Regions from separate parts of the Rattus norvegicus genome. Here region 1 is linked to region 2. Evidence: chromatin contacts called from public Hi-C data. All regions are on one chromosome and are shown on one strand. The core of a region is the stretch at or near the end of the contact, and the rest is flanking DNA. Distances in the headings are between cores, read along the strand shown. Region 1 has its middle 27 kb from the start of Csprs. Region 2 holds the start of Slc16a14 (solute carrier family 16, member 14).

Evidence for each region. Hi-C and Micro-C count contacts between places; a contact is called where the count stands out from the background.
Region 1: a contact with region 2 is called in a Hi-C map of liver, with 6 times the contacts expected there. The contact joins the enhancer-like site here to the promoter of Slc16a14 in region 2. A contact is called at or near these places in 9 of 12 Hi-C or Micro-C datasets (the Rat2 cell line, Schwann cells, frontal cortex and 4 more).

What each region holds. Positions count from the first base shown.
Region 1 is chr9:93,637,900-93,643,920 of GRCr8, reverse strand. No RefSeq gene overlaps it. Among named protein-coding and RNA genes, the nearest start is that of Csprs, 27 kb to the right of the region's middle. Within about 2 kb of position 1,435, at least 1 of the 93 cell types and tissues checked has an H3K27ac peak or open chromatin away from gene starts, as enhancers often do. A contact at or near this core is called in liver, where this site is marked.
Region 2 is chr9:93,583,164-93,589,561 of GRCr8, reverse strand. Slc16a14 (solute carrier family 16, member 14) reads left to right here and starts at 4,166. Exons shown (of 5, transcript NM_001108229.2): 1 at 4,166-4,527. It overlaps LOC120094727 (a long non-coding RNA gene), which reads right to left and starts at 4,167. Exons shown (of 2, transcript XR_005489252.2): 1 at 4,033-4,167; 2 at 1-3,603.

The DNA.
Region 1 (6,021 bases), core at 186-2,685, 57 kb before region 2:
TTCCCAGGCACTACAGCATGAGAAACCACAAATTATAGGTGGCTTTTGGAACTGATAAAGAAATTTTGATCATTCAGTATTTCAGGACTGAATCTGACATTTTTTAGACAGGTTCTTACTATGCAGCCCAGGTGGGCACGGAGGTCCCTGAGATCCACCTGCCTCTGCCCCTCTGCCCCTCTGCCCCTATGCCCCTCTGCCCCTATGCCCCTCTGTCCCTGCCCCTCTGCCCCTCTGCCCCTCCCTCTGCCCCTCCCTCTGCCCCTGCCCCTGCCCCTGCCCCTGCCCCTGCCCCTGCCCCTGCCCCTGCCCCTGCCCCTGCCTCTGCCTCTGCCTCTGCCTCTGCCTCTGCCTCTGCCTCTGCCTCTGCCTCTGCCTCTGCCTCTGCCTCTCCAGTGCTGGGAATGAAGGTGTGGGCTACCATACCCAGCCTGAGAAGTTCCTTGCTTTTTAAGGCTACATAATATTCTGCTGTGTGCTGTCTGCTTCTACAACACTTTGCTTAGCCATTTACCTGTGATGGATAATATTTTTTGATTGAAGGGGGACACCCACACCACAGTGTTCGTGTGAGCATCAGATGACATTTCTCTCCATTTACCTTTCTGTAGATTCCGAGGACTGAACTCAGGCTATCAGGTTTTTACAGCAAGCACCTTTGCCCACTGAGCTCCTTTGCCAGCCCTGTAGTGGATCTTTGGTTAAATCTTTCTCTCTAAGTGACATACTACCTGACAAGAAGCAACTTAACAGAGGAAGGACTTATTCTGCCTCACATTTCGAAGGTAATCAAGGCAGAGAAGGGAGAGTAGTAGACGCCAATCCCGGCTGTGCTCGTGGGAATATGGGGCCATTTGTTCAAATCTTGTTGGTCTAAGAAAGCAGAAAGACACAGGAAGTGAGGCCAGCCTATACCTCAAGGCTCATCCCCCAGACTCACTTCCTCCAGCTAGGTCCCACCTCCCAAAGGTTCCATAACTTCCCCCCCCCCCAAATACCACTATCAACTAGAGATCCAATATTCAATGCCTTAGGCATGAGCCACTGGCAGATAGTTTACAACTAAATAATAACATGCTGCCGTGGCCTCCATAAGTACATGGTCCTCTGATAATACAAATGCATTCAGCCCAAGTTTAAAAATCCCGGGGACCTAATGGCTTAAATATTATCGAAAAGGTCCAAAGTCTCTTCTGAAAGCTCAAGGTAATCTCTCTTGCTAACCCCTATTAAATCAAAAGGGGACTCACTTCTCTCCAGCACACAATGGCACAGAACACACATTTCCATTACTAAAGGAAGAAATAGACACAGCCAGAAAATATCAGCGCAAATTAAGACTGAACTCCAACAGGACAAACACAAAAACACCCTGCAGCTCCATGTCTGGTGTTTGGGACTGATGATGACATCACCTGTGCTCCTGTGGGCTCAATTAGCCCTGTTCCTCCTGCTCTGTGGCCTGCAACAGCTGTAGTTCCTCTCTTGGGCCATTTCCATCCAGTAACTGCAGCTTCCTGAATTGGCAAATTTCCTGGGTTTCTGATTTCCATTGTAATATAGGCTTCACTTTTACAGCTTCATGCACAGCAGAATATTAAAATTCAATTTAAATATTTTAAAATTTCAGCCTCGCTCAAATTTTTAGAATACAGGCTGTGTGGTAGCCAGACTCTATGCCAACTGTAACATTAATGACCTCTACTCCAGTTCCTGTAAGAATCTTTTTGAAACTTCACAGACTTGGTTGACAGTCTCAACCTGTAATATCCCACCAGAACAGCCAATTGAACTCTAGGGCTGCTCTAGCCTACAGAGCCAACTCTTTCCATTTCTCCCACAGACCCCTTCCAAATGTCTATAAACCGCCTGGTCAGGTTAATGACATCAGGAACCTCACTTCCTAGTGTCAGTTTTCTGTGGTGGCAGGCCTGACAAGAAGCAATGTAAAGAAGGACAATTTTGCTTTGCCTCTTGGTTTGAGGGTACAGTGCATCATGGCAGGGTAGGCATGGCATAATGGCAGCTTATCACTGTAGTGGCAGAAGCATGAAGATACTTGTTTACATCTCGATGGACCAAGAAATATCATTAAACTACAAATTGTAAGGTTGTATGACCTGAAGTTCCTAGGGAAGAAAAGAGCTGCACCTGTATTAAAGATTCTATAATGGTGACTGACTGTAGGGAGCCGTATTAGATTTTGGCCTGGCCACTTTATGACTGCATAGCTCAAGGTGGCTACGTGACTCTGGGCTGCATGGCCACAGAAGCTCAGGTGGCTGCTGTAAGATTATGAGATTGTGGGACAAAAGTCTCTCCCAGGAAGACCCCGGGAGCAATCACAGGATGTTTCAGCCTGAGCAAAACACCGATGTCCCTGAGCAGATTCCTGAGAAGGGTTCGACCTTTTCAAAGAACATGTCCCCAGAAGACTGTTGCCTCTTTGTTTAAGGAGGATATCTTGAAGTTTTGTGATTCACCCTATATCCTTGGGCACTTCCCAAACTCCCCCACCCTAAGCTTCAGTTCCCACTTCTATTCCTGCCTCAGAGCTTTAAATGCTGTACATTTCTCTCAATAAACGAGACCTTGACAATAGAATCTTGCTTGGTCTCCTTCTTCTCTCGCCCCCCCATTGGCCCAAGGGTAGCGCCCCTTCGGAACCCTGAATAACTGGACCCGCTGGATGGGTCAACTGACTGGGAGAATTCTCATGGTAATGGGGAGCTGTAATGTTCCAAGTCTAGGGAAACATTAGACTACTTTATGCCTTCTTCAGAGCCATGCATCATCCACCTAATAGCCCATGACTATAAGGTAAAGTCCTTTTGGAATATAACAGTCCCCTAACCTCTACCAACCCAGAGGGTAAGACTGTCATCAGATATCATCTGAGGCAGATAGAGGGGTTCCCCCACTTTGCTGTAACTGCCTATCCAACATTCCCACCAATGTATTAGAAAATTGCCTTAATTTGTGATTTTATTTTATTACCATAAAAATTCTTGGGCTGAAGAGATGGCTTGGTGGTTAAGAGCACTGATTGCTCTTCCAGAGGTCCTGAGTTCAATTCCCAGGAACCACATGGTGTCTCACAACCATCTGTATTGAGATCTGATGCTCTCTTCTGGCCTGCAGGCATGCATGCAAGCAGAACACTGTATGATGTATACATAATAAATAGACAAATATTTAAAAAAATTCTTGAAACTGTTGCCACATTGGTACATGGTTTTTGGGGTAACTTAAGTCTGTGCACCCAGGTTGTTCAGCCGTATTATATTACAGACTAAACTATCTGATATTCTCCTGGAGATGAAAGTTTTGTTTTTTGCAATCTACACCCTTCTCCCAGTGACTACTTCCTCAGTTAGATCCACATCTCAAGGGTTACACAATTCCCCACCAGCTGGCATTCAAATATTGCAGTACATGAGCCTGGACGGAACACTAAATCTCTTGTTTACTGGGAATAGTCCTTCAGTAGAAGATATGCAGGGATTTCTTTAATGTTCTGCCTCTGACTCTTTTGGATCTATGTCCAGAAGTGAGATTGCTAAATCATTTGGCAGTTCGATGTTCAAATTTTTAAAGGGAACTCCATACTTCTTTCTATATTCTTACACATGTTACAATGCTACTAACAATGGACCAATGCTCCATTTTCTCTAAAATCCTTGCCAACATGTTGTCTTCTATTTGTTATTTAATAAAGATAATAAAGACCGTTAAAGAGGACATGAATAAATTCCTTAAAGAAATACCGGAAAATACATTCAAGCAGTAGAAGCATTAAGAGGAAGCAAATAAATATAAAGAAATACAGGAAAATAAAATCAAACAGGTAAAGGATATGAATAAAACTGTCCAAGACCTGAAAAGGGAAATAGAAGCAATAAAGAGAACACAAACTAAGGTAATCATGGAGATGGAAAACCTAGGAAAGAAAACAGGAACTGCAGACATAAGCATCACCAACAGAATACAAGAGATGGAAGAGAGACTCTCAGGTGTAGAAGATACAATAGAAGAAACCAATACATCAGTCAAAGAAAATGCAAAATCTAAAATGTTCATGACACAAAACATCCAGGAAATACAGGATAATAGGGAAGAACAAACCTAAGAATAATAGGACTAGAAGAAGGAGAAGATTCCTAACTCAAAGACCCAGAGAAACGTCTTCAACAAAATCATAGAAGAAAATTTCCCAAATCTAAAGAAAGAGATACTTATCAAGGTACAAGAAGCTTACAAAACATCAGACAGATTAAAACAGAAAAGAAAATTATCTGCCATATAGTAATAGAACACTATACAGAACAAAAAATTTTAAAAGCAGCAAAAGAAAAAGGCCAAGTAACAAGGGAGACCTACAAGAATTACAACTGATTTCTCGTATGAGACTCTAAAAGCTAGAAGGGCCTGGGCAGATGTCTTACAGACCTTAAGAGACCACAGATGCCAACCCAGACTACTATACTCAGCCAATCTTTTAATCAACCTAGACGGAGAAACAAAAATATTCCATGACAAAACCAAATTTAAACAATTCCTTTCCACTAACCCAGATCTACAGAGGATACTAGAAGGAAAACTCCAGCCCAACGAAACCTACTACACTTAAGAATACACAAGAAATTAACAATTTCACACTATTAAAACCTTTTATTGGTTTTATTTCTCTTTTATTGAGAAACACACACACACACACATACACACACACACACACACACACACACACACACACACACACACATTCAACCACCACCAATATAAAAATAACAGGAATCATTAGTCATTAATATCTGTCAAGATCAATGAATGAATCAATGGATTCAATTCCCCATAAAAAAAGACACAGGCCAATAGAATGGATATAAACAGAATCTATCAATCTACTGTATGCAAGAAACACATCTCAGCAACAAAGATAGTAATTATTTCAGAATAAAAGTTATCCAAGCAAATAGACCCAAGAAACAAACTGGAGTAGCCACCAATCTAATATCTAATACAATGAACTTTCAACTGAAATCAATCAAAAGAGAAGGGAAAGACACTTCATATGTGTCATAGGAAAAATCCACCAAGAGGACATCTCAATTCTGAACATCTATGCCATAAATGCAAGGGTACACACATTGATAAAATAAACATGACAAAAGCTTAAATTACATATTGAACCCCACACAAGACGTCAATACCCCATTGTCACCATTGAGACAGAAACTAAACAGAGATATAATGAAACTAACAGAGGTTATGATTCAAATGGACATAAAAGATATCTATAGAACATTTCATCAAAACACAAAGGAATACACATTCTTATCAGCAACTCATGAAACCTTCTCAAAAATAGACCATACAACTGGTCACAAAGCAAGTCTTAATAGATATAAGAAGATTGAAATAACCCCATGCATTTTCTCAGATTACCATGGATTAAAGCTGGAGTTCAACAACAACAGAAAGCCTACATATTCACAGACACTGAACAACTCTTTACTCAGTGATCAGTGGTCAGGGAAGAAAGGAAGAAAGAAATTAAAGATGTCCTAGAAGTCAATGAAAATGAGGGCACAGCATACCCAAAGTTATGGGACACTATGAAAGCAGTGCTAAGAAGAAAGTTCATAGCACTAAGTGCTCTCAAAAAGAAATTGGAAAGTACTCATACTAATGATTTAAAAGTATATCTGAAGGGTCTAGAAAAAAAGAAGAAGCAAACACACCCAGGAGGAGTAGACAACAGGAAATAATTAAACTCAGGGCTAAAATCAATCAATTAGAAACAAAGAACACAGGACAATGAATCAACAAAACCAAGAGCTGATTCTTCAAGAAAATCAACAAGATAAACATACCCTTAGCCAAGCTAAATAAAAGACAGAGAGATAGTACCCAAATTAACAAAATCAGAAATGAAAAGGGAGATGACAACAGGCACTAAGAAAATTTAAAGAATTATTAGGTCTTACTTCAAAAGCCTGTCTAAAATCTAAATGAAATGGA
Region 2 (6,398 bases), core at 2,917-5,416:
GAGAGAGAGAGAGAGAGAGAGATTGAATCAGTCAGCTTGGAGAGGAGTTTAAGCCAGGACAGCTGAGTTGACCAGGCAGCCAGAGATCAGAAAGAACAAGGAAGGGGTGAGCTTATTCACCAGTAAATCCCAGAGGCTGAGAACATTCTAGGCCCTAAGTTAGGTTGTACATAGGCTAGAAGCTTCCAGGACTAGGCCTAGGTTAGCAGACAGAGGCAGTAAGCCTCAGAGATGACACTTTCATCTGTTGAAGCCTGTCCCCCTAGCATAGCTGTAGCCATTTTGTTCCGTGCCTGCTGTCAGTCACTTCATATTGTTGCTGTAATATTCCTACAGTCATTGACGCAGAAAAATGACTTGACTCAGAGCAGGGTCGTGCTGACCACATACATTATGTTTGGTATGTTCTGAGGTTTGTTAATCTTAAGAAATTCCACAACCATGATCTTCATGTAGGACTCACCAAATTAAAGGTCAATATGGATTGTTCTGTCTAAAATGGCTTATGTCAGGGGCAACCACCAGGCAATACTCGAGTACCTGCTTATGAGCTCATTGCGTTTTTTGCAGTTTTAGCCTTTACAAGCTGGCCCTGGGAAATGTCCAGGACACAGCTTTAAGCTGTCGCCCTGGTCGATCAGTCTTGGACCATCCCTGTTTAACTGAGATCAGTGTCCGTGCAGTCTGTGGGACGACTCCTGGACCCCACACACCAGGAGAATAAAAGTTACATTCACACAGTTCAGTACTTCACTGAACTTCATTTCCAACCTTAAAAGTTCCTTTTGATGCTATTGAAAATGAAACTGCACTTCAGTGGCCAGTCCTAACATTTTCTGGGGTTTCCATTATTTTTCTATATATATAATCGTATCACCTGAATAAGAGATAATTTTACATTTCCCTTCCCAGTATGGAGACTTTATTGTATTTTCTAATTTTTCACTTTTTTTTTCAGACAGGAACCCACGGTGTAGCCCTGGTTATCTGTAACTCACTGTGTATATAAAGGTGGCTTCCAACTCACAGAGATCTGCTTGCCTCGGCCTCCTGACAATGTGTCCGGCTTGCATTGCAATTTTTTTTTTACATCAAAAAAAAAAAAAAAAACAGATTTAGAGCCTGGAAGCATCTTTAATTCCAGCACTCAGGAGGCAGAGGCAGGCGAAGTCAATCTAGTAACAAAGTGAGTTCCAGGTCAGGCAGGGCTACACAGAGAAACTCTTGTCTCGGGGGGAAAAAAAGGACTTGGGTACTGGAGAGCTGTTAAGAGCATTTGCTGATCTTGCAGAGGACCCAGATTCTGTTTCCCACACCCATGTGACAGCTCTCAACTATCTATATAACTGTAGTTCCAATGCCTTCTTCTCTGGGGACACCAGGCGCATGCCTGGTACACAGACATACATGGAAGGAAAACACTCAAACATGAAATAAAGTAAAATAAGAAAAAATAGATTTAGTAGATGGGTGAGAGGCTGCCTGAGGACATTAGAAGGAATGAAGCCCAAATGCCAAGGAGGCACAGGGAGTTTTTGGGAGTTATCTGACTAAGGCGATGGTTCCCCATATTTATGATAAATCATGCTCTTAGAGATCTGCAAGATTGCAGGCCTGGGAGGTCAAGAGAGGATCTTGATCTTACAGACCTCTTGTATTCGTTTTCTTCTCACTGACAAAATTCCAACAGGAGCAGCTTAAAGGAGGAAGGATTTACTTTGGCTTAAGGTCTCACAGGTCCATCTTCAGTGACAAAGAAGGCTCCACACGGAGAGGTTCTACCCATGACAGTAGCGGCCCGTGTCAGTAACCCTTTGTTTCTTATGGATCAGAAAGTAGAGTGCTCAGGACAGCACCAGAAGCAGACGGAATCCTCAAAGCCTGCCCACAGCCCACTCACTTCTGCTAGCCACACACACCACGTGTCCCGAATGTTCCAGAACCTGCCCAGATATCACGGATGGCTGGAGACCAAGCCTCCAGAATCATGAGCCTATGGGGGATGCCTCACACTAAACTCAATCCATAACACCTCTTTTAAAAACAGAAGGATCATCTGTTCTTGAGATACTTGTGTGGGACTCTATTCCTAAAGAAAGGAGAGAGCGAGCGAGACAGAGAGAGACAGAGAGAGACAGAGAGTCAGGGAGAGAGACAGAGAGAGACAGAGAAAGAGAACAAACAAGCTGTCTTGTAGCCCAGCAGACTGGCCTTGAACCCCCCAATCTCCCAAGTGCTAGAAAAATTGGTGTGATCCACCACACCTGAGTTCCCAGTCTTGACTGACTGACAAAAGCGTGTTTGGAACGCACGGTGTCTGAGAAGAACAGCCTGAGGAAGTACTCAACAAGTCCATTTGCTCTGCCATCTTCATCGGAAAAGTGGTCCTGCAAATGTCATCTCGTCGTCCTCCACAATCATCTGTTATTAAGATGACTAAGGAAGGCTGGGGTTGTGGCTCAGTCCAGGGAGCCTTTGCCTAGCATGCACCGAGCTCCAACTCTTATTCCCAGCACTACAAAAACTGACTGTTGGTATATGGCTGTAACCCCAGCACTTGGGAGAGGGAAGCAGGTAGATCGGAAGTTCAAAGCCATCTTCAGCCACATAGCTACTTCCAGGGCACCGGGGGGATGGGGGCATGTGAGCTACTGTCTCTCAAAAATTAAAAAAAAGGGGGGGGGCATGTGGTTGGGGGAGGGAACTGGAGAGATGGCTCAGGGGTTAAGAGCACTGGCTGCTCTTCCTGAGCTCCTGAGTTCAATTCCCAGCAACCACATAACAGCTCACAACTGTCTGTAACTTCAGTTCCAGGGGATCTGACACTCACACATAGACATACATGCAGACAAAATAAATAATAAAATAAAATAAATCTTTTTTTTTAAAGAAACCAATAAAGCCAATGACAATAAAATACACATGAATGTCTTTTGGAAAGAAAGGAGAAAGGAAAAGAAACCCATGGTGGGTAGCATAAATGGCTCCTCCAACGACATCTATATCCTAACCAGGAACCCGGGACTATGTGACCTTAAATGGCAGGAAGAGAATCAAGGTAGCAGATGGGAGTACATTGCTAGTCAGCTGGCCTTAAAATAGATGTGTGAATTATCCAGGAAGGACCAAGATAACCCAGGGGGTGGGGTCCATGGAAATGGAAGAGAAGGGGCTAGAAAGAACGCTCAACAGTAAAGGGTGCTTACTACCATGCTGACCAATCCTCAGAACACACAAGGTTCAAGGAAAACTGCCTTCCGAGGGACTTCCACACACATGCTGTCACATGCAAGCGTGCACACACACACACACACACACACACACACACACACACACACACACACTACATGTTTGAAATAATTTAAGTTAAAAGGGAAGAGAAAAGCAAACAATGGAGAAAGTGTGCCCTGAGTACCCAAGACAGACGGAATGATGCAATGTCGATGGTTTTGAAGATGAGGAAGTGGCTGCCGGCCAAGGCGTGTGGGCAGCGTGCAGAAGCTGGTGGCTCAGCTAGAGCTGCCAGGAAGAACACAGCCTTCAGTGTGCCAACGCGCTGACTCTTAGTCCGGTGAGGCCCATTTCAGGTTCTGGCTGCCAGAACTGTAAAATAATGAATTTGTGCTGCTTTCAGTCACTATGTTTGTGGTAGTTTATAGCAACAATGACAGGAACAAACAGAGCCGGTCAGGTTAGGTAAAAGAATGTTTGTTTCATGTATTTAACAAAATACTAAAAACTCTCCAAGGGCACAAAGTAATATGTTGCCTGCCTATGGGTGTAAATAACAGGTACTTCAGAAAGATGGGAAGACGTAGTACCCAGACTGGGACAAAGATGAGAGATTTTTGAGTCCAAAGTGACTACGAGTGTTGAAATCACTCTTCAAACTGCTCTCTTTTTGGCTGAGACTCAGATGACGGTCTGATTCGTTACTTCCCTCCTACTCAAAAAAGAAAAAAAGAAAAAAGAAAGGGAAAGGAAAGGAAATGGAAGAGTCCCCTTCCCCCGGCACCCCTCCCAAACACACACCTGAGATTTCTGGACATTTCCTATGGTCGCAAATGTGCACAGCATTGACGAATCTCAGCCAAGGCGATAAACTTCAACCGGCCACAAGAGTGTGCCTGTGAGGAGCCCGCAGATTTTTTTTTCCCCTGCCAAACCAGAATTAGCCGGTATAGGAATATACCAACGCGGAGACCTGAAATTGCACGGATTGGAAGGAAGCTCTGGGTAGGCTCGGATCCTTCCAAACGCACCCTTTTTAAAGGCTCCGGGACGGAAGCATCGAGCCTTAGGCTCCAGAAGGTTCACCTGGCCAGACAGTGAACACAGGGCGAGTCCGGGAGCCCCCACAACGAGCGCAGGCGAAGAACCGAGCCCCGGGCACTGTATCTGCAGGATGCTGGTCGACATTGTCACCAATCCCCATGCCCAGCGAACCCGGGTTCTCCGAGCGGACCTGCAAGTTCACAGGTCGAGACTGGGAGCCGAGTGAGACCGTAGCCTCTCGGGCTGCGTGCAGTGAGTACTCTGGGCTGTGTTGATTGGCGGCCGGAGGCTACCGCAGGGTTGGAGCATCTCCGAGCCAGCGAATACTGGTAGATACCGGTCGATACTGGCGGTCGCGGCTCTTCCTGAGACCCTTGCGAGCTGAGAGCCGGGGATAGGGTATGAGAAGAGAGGGGCCTGGGCAGGGCGGCGGTGCTCCCTTGTCCCCCCGAACTGCAGGCGGGGATGCGCGCGGTCCAGGGTGGCGCGCGCCCCCAGGGCAACAGAGCGCGCGTCGCCCCGTCGCCCGGCCTCGCGCTCGGGTGCTTTCCAGGCCCCCAGTTCATGACTTGAATCAGGCAGTGATGGGGCTACAGTTAGTGACCTCCGTGGTTGCGGATGTCTGTGTCGGGGTCCCCTGTTGGAGATGGAGGATTGGAGAGTGCGGCATCACTCACGGCTGGACCAGGGCAATGAATGCTGAGCCCCCGGGAGCCGCTCCAGCATCTCCAGAGAGGAAAGGGGGACAGTGAGGACCCAGCACAGCCATTAAAGGGCAGAGGCTGCCACAGCTTGACAAGGTTTTATGAGCTCAACTCTGCTTACCAATTAAGCCCTTTCTTCCTGCAGAAAAGTTGGTTCAGGCTTAGGTTCATTAGCAAGGATGACTGGGGATGCTCATAAGGGATTAAAAAGACTCCCTTTCGCCTTGTCAGTGGAGAGAGGGGAAGGGGTGGGGGTGGGGGGGCAATGTGAAGAAGAAATTGAAACTGACCATGCTCTTCATATTGGGACTTCACAGGGCACCCATTAAGCAGCTGGCTCACTTTCAGGGCTTCGTGGATGTACCTCGGGTTGTAGGGTACCTGCCTAGGATGCATGAAGTTCTGGGTTCAATTCCCCCAGCACTGCCTAAATCCAGCACTGTAATACAATACCCTTTTCTCGCAGTGGGGGTTGGAGGATGAGTTCGTGAATTCAAGGTCATCCTCCAAGTCTGAGGCCATCATAGGCTAAGTGAGAACTTGTCAGACACAGACAGATGTCTCAGTTGTCTTATCTGTAAAGTGGGGTAATTTAGGACCTTAATACCAACAGGCCAAGACCATCATGGCAAAAGCCACTAAGCACAGCCCTAACCCATTGGCCTTATCTTCTTCTCCCCACCCGACCCCCTAACACATTATGAGGCCAGCTGGAACTCACTGTCCAGTCACTTGCTACCCTCTTCAGCTCTGCAGCCTCATGGCCTCGAGCGCGCCCTCTACCGGCCTGAAATTCCCTGAGTTCAGCTGAAGAACTCACCTAGCTCTTTGGGAAGAGATTGCAATTTTAGTTTTAACTTGCACGCACCACCCCAACCTCCTTCTTGCTTTTCATTATAATTAGTTTATTGGGTGCGACATAGTGACAGTCCAATTAAAGATAAATAAATTGCTTGTAAAAATTCATTCCATGGCGGAACTGTAAAAAAAAATGTTAATTATATTTTAATCTATAATACACTCCAGAAAAAACTGACATTTCCATTTTCTGTTACATAGTTACGTACTTACATTTTGACATGTAGCCACCCTTCTCTTATTTGTGACTTTTATTTTTTTTATTTACTTTAAAATTTTTTAAAAAGCTTTCACAGTTTTTAAGTTTGTGTGTGTGTGTGTGTGTGTGTGTGTGTGTATCTGCTTGTCCATGTGTGCACCATGCTCCTCTGAGGCCAGAAGGTCTCATCAGGTCCTGTAGAACTACAGATAGTTGTGAGCTGCTCTATCTGGGTGTCGGGAAGTAAATACCAGCCCTCTGTACAAGGCACAAGTGCTCTCCAGCCTCCTTAAGAAAAAATTATGTATTTTATATGTATGAGTGTTTTGCCCACATGAATGTTTGCACACTGCACATGCAGT